Regions from separate parts of the Sus scrofa genome. Here region 2 is linked to region 1. A link is a contact called in public HiChIP or PLAC-seq data. All regions are on one chromosome and are shown on one strand. Each heading gives the region's core, a stretch centred on a gene start, on an enhancer-like site or on the middle of the called end of the contact. The rest is flanking DNA. Distances are from core to core; before and after follow the strand shown. Region 1 has its middle 14 kb from the start of TST. Region 2 overlaps NCF4 (neutrophil cytosol factor 4).

Evidence for each region. HiChIP or PLAC-seq counts read pairs in DNA pulled down with a chosen protein or histone mark.
Region 2: a contact with region 1 is called in an H3K27ac HiChIP or PLAC-seq map of alveolar macrophages. The contact joins two enhancer-like sites. A contact is called at or near these places in 2 of 5 promoter capture datasets (fetal liver and fetal skeletal muscle), 6 of 47 Hi-C or Micro-C datasets (alveolar macrophages, fetal skeletal muscle, heart right ventricle and 2 more) and 1 of 2 datasets of contacts at active chromatin or transcription factors (alveolar macrophages).

What each region holds. Positions count from the first base shown.
Region 1 is chr5:10,733,459-10,736,216 of Sscrofa11.1, forward strand. No RefSeq gene overlaps it. Among named protein-coding and RNA genes, the nearest start is that of TST, 14 kb to the right of the region's middle. Within about 2 kb of position 1,378, at least 12 of the 83 cell types and tissues checked have an H3K27ac peak or open chromatin away from gene starts, as enhancers often do. A contact at or near this core is called in alveolar macrophages, fetal liver and liver, where this site is marked.
Region 2 is chr5:10,892,913-10,895,612 of Sscrofa11.1, forward strand. NCF4 (neutrophil cytosol factor 4) reads right to left here. Exons shown (of 12, transcript XM_021091535.1): 4 at 1-27. Among named protein-coding and RNA genes, the nearest start is that of CSF2RB, 54 kb to the left of the region's middle. Within about 2 kb of position 1,374, at least 30 of the 83 cell types and tissues checked have an H3K27ac peak or open chromatin away from gene starts, as enhancers often do. A contact at or near this core is called in alveolar macrophages, fetal liver and liver, where this site is marked.

The DNA of each region.
Region 1 (2,758 bases), core at 128-2,627:
GAGGACACAGTCCAGGGAACTCAAAAAGGGGCTACTAGTCCCGGGCAGAGCTGCTTCTCAGACCCAAAGCCACCCCTGCTCCACCCTCTCCTGTTCTATCTCTCAGATACTCCTTGCCACATCCGTCATGGGCTGTCTGTCCACCCCTCCCCACTGGCCAATGCCCCCTCCTGGAATCTGTGTCTCTTCCATGCCCCAGATCCTGGGACAAGGCCTGCCCCTGAAGGTATGTGCTGGAATTAACAGATAGGACAGGTTGCATCTGTATGTCTGTGGCGCAGGGCAGTCCTGGACCAAGGCAGTGGGAATAATGGTGCCTGCTGATTGGCTGCGGGGAAAGGGAGGCGGAGTCCAGAGAACTAGCTGCTGGGTCTGGGCACAGGCTACCTCTGAGCCGTGGCCATGCACTGAGACAGAGAACATGGAGAGAGGAGCAGGTGGGGGGCCAGCAGACAGTGGACACCGGGATCTGAGTCCAGCAGGCCCCTGGAGGCCCTGGTTCAATGCAGGGCCCCAGCTCAATGCAGTAAGTGGTTTTAGCCCTGGAATGAGTGGCATTGTCCAGAGGGAGCAGGCCCACCTGAAAGCAGGTGGAGACTCTGCAGAACACAGAGAATGACCTGGAATGACAGCTGCTGAGGAGGATTCAGAGTTGCAAGGACTTGAAGATGGGGAAGTCACAGCACAGGGGACCATTTAGTTTGGGGACAAACGCCCCCACAATAAAGTGGTGAAACAAAGCCATAGAAAGTTCAGGTACCCTCGGGACATCGTGTCCCACCCCCTGATAAGTTAATGTGTTAGAATTTGGGGTGCTTAAGATGATAAAGCTTCAGTTAACCTGAAAATTTCATCTCCTCCGGAATGACTCATTCTCTGAGCAAAACGGATAATAAAGCATCATTCTGCTCCTATAGCTGGGGTTATTCCAGGAGGAATGACCTATAATATAAAGCGCCTTAGATTGTTTAGAGCTTTACCTCATCTGACCTCACACCCACACTGTGTGTGGCAGGGCAGTTTGCTCCCATTTTCCAGATGAGGCAACTGAGGCCCCAAACTGGGTCCAGAAGGCAGATCTTCTGGGGCCTCCTGCAGTACCAGGGACTAAGTCAGTGCATGTATTCATTATTAAACCCACTTTGCGGGGTGGGGGCTTCTTTGGGCCATGATCCCCGGAGGCAGTGAGCCAGGGAGTGGACACAATCCAGTGCAGCTGACTAGACAAGGTCAGCGGAACTTCCAACTGTCCCTCATACGGAGGGGGAGCTCAGCAAATATTTGCCAAGCGAACAAAAATTTCATCACCCCTGCTCCCTGCCCTGCCTGCTCCCCCCGCCCCCGCCCGAGGCCCTGGCCTGTTGTCCGGTGTTGCAAGTTCCTGCCTGGAACACACGGGGTGGGTGGCCTGGGCACTGGCAGTGGCCAAGACCCTGCAAGCAGTGGTTAATTATTCTGGGAGTTCAGGCTTGCTGGAGGCAGGGCGGGGATCAGGGCAGCCCCAGGTCTCTCCTGGACAAATCTTGCCAATCTTGCTTGGAGAATCCGAAAGGCATGCACGCCTCCATCTCCATACTCCTGCCTCTGGGAAGTTCTCCTCTGAACATGTCCAGACCCATCAAGAATCTTCCCAGGAGGAAGCAGGAAGCCTCAGCTCAGATCAGCTGGGGTTCCTTTTTTGGCGGAGGGGGGCAGTTAGGGATGGCAAGTCTAAGGTGGGGGAAGGGAGCTTAATCAAGCCCCCTTGTTCGAATCCCACGGCTCAGCCCAAGGTATCTCCTCGGGGAGCCCCGGACATACTTGGCCGCCTTCCACAAGCTTGCCACTTGTGTTCCCAAACCCTGAGTTTTTCCCTTCTCCCCTTGGTTTCTGAAATTGGGAAGACCACCTCAGACTTGCCTTTGACCCACTGGAGAGGCTCCTACCCTGCCAGTTCTAATTCCAGGTAGGTGCCTCAAAATAGCTGTGTGCCTTTAGGCAAATCACTCAACCTCTCTGAGCCTCTTTTCCCCCTTGCAAAAGGAGTCTGTTGTAAAAGAGATCATTTCTCTATTTCTCTCCAAAAATACATCATGGGCCCGTCTCTCCTTCCTGGCTGGGAGGCTTTTTCAGGGCGGGAATGAAATTCTCAAACTCATATTCCCTCCCCTCGTCGCTGGAAGTACAGAAGGCACTCAGCACGTTGAGTAAGTACAAATCCTTTACAAAATAATAATGGGAGGAGTTCCCATCGTGGCTCACTGGTTAACGAATCTGACTAGCAGCCATGAGGACGCAGGTTTTATCCCTGACCTTGTTCAGTGGGTTAAGGATCTGGTGTTGCCATGAGCTATGGCGTAGGTTGCAGACTCAGCTCGGATCCTGCGTTGCTGCTGTGGCTTTGGTGGGGGGTGGGGGTGGCGGCTACAGCTCCAATTCAACCCCTAGTCTGGGAACCTCCATAGGCCATGGGTGCAGCCCTAATAATAATAATAATAATAATGGGAGTTCCCCTTGTGGCTTAGCAGAAATGAATCTGCCTAGTATGCATGAGGATGTGTGTTTAATCCCTGGCCTTGCTCAGTGGATTAAGGATCCAGCATTGCTCTGAGCCATGAACTTCCATGTACTGCACATGCAGCCCTAAAAAGAAAAAACAAAAACAAAACTTGGAAGTTCCTGCTTTGGAACTGTGGGTTAAGAATCTGAATGCATCTGGCATTGTTACGCTGTGGCGTAGGTCAAAGCTGCAGCTCAGATTTAATCTCTGGCCCGGGAA
Region 2 (2,700 bases), core at 124-2,623, 160 kb after region 1:
ATGTCGTCAGGAAGCTGGGCGAAGTCGCTGAGGGAGGCAGGAGGAGAAGAGAAATCAAATCCTGGTATCACCTCTGCTGTGTTTGGTGGCCCCTGGATATGAGACCCCGTGCCGAGTGAACCAATGTATCTGCAACTTCCCCTTCAACACCCACCTGTGCCAGATCCCGCTACAGACCTGACCTTGAGATCCAAGGCATTTGGAGACAGGGCCACATATCAACAGCCGTATTAGAGTCCAGCAAATCGCTTTGCAACTGTTTTATTCATCCGGAAACAGGGCATCCGGCACCCCTAACATACCAGAGCCTGTTCTAGGCCCTGGGTCACAGGTGTAAAGGAAGTTGACACACGCCTCCCAGGGAGAAGGGCTCATTACGCCCTGGTCGGGGAAACCCTCACAGAGGAGGTGACCTTTGGGCCAGATCTAGATGGACTAAATAGGAGTCCATTAGGTAGGATGGAGGAAGGGCCTTCCGGGCAGAGGGAACAGAATGTGCCAAGGGTCTGAGGCCCAGGTCTAGTGTTGGCTGGAGTCTGTTGTGATCAGAGACTGAATAGGTGGCTGAGGCCAGGCTGAGGAGGGTCTCCAGTGCCGAGCTCAGGAATTTTACAGGCAATAGGGATCCACATAAGTGTTCAGAAGAGAGTGAAAACACAACAGGATCTTGGCTTAAGGAGACCAACTCGGGCAGCTGAGTGGAGAGGAACAGGAGGGCAGAGACTGAAGGGACAGGGCCCCATTGGGAGGCCCTGAAGTGGTCCAGCCGAGAGCTGATGCGGACCCGGGCCAGACAGCGGGGACAGGAGAGGACAGACACAAGGGACATCGCCCTTGGCAGACACTGTTCCATTTTCGTGTGAGCTGCTGCTTCTTGCTAATCAAGCTCCAATTCTTTTCAGGGTGACAAGGTCCAGCCCCGTGGTGACAGATCACTATTGGTCTGAGCCAAACATAATTATCCCATTGCTGTTTCCCAGCCTTCCGTGCAGCTAGGAGCAGCCACGTGACCAGTTCATAAGAGGAACTCTGCCGTAAGACCCTCTGGGACTGTGCTTGCTCTCCTGATCCAGAGGGATGGACAAGGCCATCATGGTCTCCTCCCCCTTTCCCTTCTGCCTCCCTGGAAAGCAGGTGTGACTTCGGACCTGCAGCAGCCATATTGCATCCAGGAGGCATATCATGAGAAGGCTCACAGGACTCTGGGATGCTGGTCTTGAAGTCAGAGAGCCGCAAAACAGCTGTGGCCGACCTCTGGACTTCTTGTTATGTGAAAGCATAAACGCCTGTTTCAGCCACTCTCAGTTCCTCTTCTGTCTGCGGCCTTATGCATTTCTGACAGACACATTACTGATCTGTGAGTCACTCTAGAGTTACGGCCAGTAGGGTTTGGGGACTGTTTGGATGCAGAGGTGAAAGAAAGGGCAGTGTCAAGACTGACACCCACATGTTACCCATATTCTGACCAGGATGGGTGGGAGGGGAGCCCAGCTGAGGGACTCCATTTGGGGATGCTAATTTGAGGGGCCTCTTGGGTACCCAGGCTGAAGTCCAGCAAAAGCAGTGTGTCTCTGGAGTTCAGCAAGGATTGGGGGGGTTGCTCAGCTCGTGGGAGGGTAAGAACCAACCATATGCCCTGTGACTGGTAGTTAAGGACCCCCCCCCAAAGAAGAGCAATCAGAATGAGCAGAGGAGGGGGCTGAGAGGGACACATGCGGGAAGGGAAACTACCAAGGAGATGGGGAAGGCGCAGCTTAGGGGTTGCGGAATCCAGCCGCTTGTGGCCGGATGAGGAAACAAGGAAAGCAAACATGACTTTACTGTTGCAGCAACTGGGAAACAGGGTGGGAGTGGGGGCGGGGCCTGCCACATCTGAACCTCAGCGCCGGCCGTAATATCGATTTCAAAGGCTACACCCCCAGTCCCAGGCCCTGCCAGTCCCCATGTGATCTGGGCTGCCAGGGCTCTTGGGCCACGTCAGGACTCTGGAGGGCTGGCTGAGAGGTGACTCAGGGTGGCAGCGGGCAGGGAGAGGAAAGCCCCATTGCTCCCAGAGCAACTCGGTGGCTTCTGGCAACCTCGCCACTCACTTTCCACACACGGTTCCGGGGTTACACCCTTGGGGGAAGCTTCCTCCTCCACTTTCTCCCCCAAGACTGTGCATTTTAGGGGGATTTCACCTGCAGCTGGCTGGGGATGGGGCAGGAAGGAACCGGAGAGCTAGAAATGGCCCTGAGCGGGGACTCGGGAGGGCTGGGCAATAATAGCTAACTTCAGCTAACGACTTCCTGAGCGCCCCAGCACCAGGTGCCCTTCCGAGAGTGTCATGTTTTTTTCCAGACAAGGAAACGGAGGCTCAGAGAGGTTAACAAACTTGCCCAAAGAAGTCGAGAAGCCAGAATATGGCTCCAGAATTCTAGTCCTGAACACGGCTGCACGGGCCCTGCTTTGAAGCTCCCAACAGCCTGCTGCACGAGGTCAGATATATCCCGGCCCCTCCCAGCCTCGGTCTCCCCATCTGAAATGGCAATGATAATAATGACAGTAATTACATCATAAGAACCCCACACCCCACACCCTACTACAGCTGCTACAGCACCTACTGTAGCTCAGACACTATTCTAAGAACATGAGGACGTGGCCTCCGCTTTCCTGGGTCTCGTGGTCGAGTGGAGGCGTCCGGCAATTGTATAATCTCCA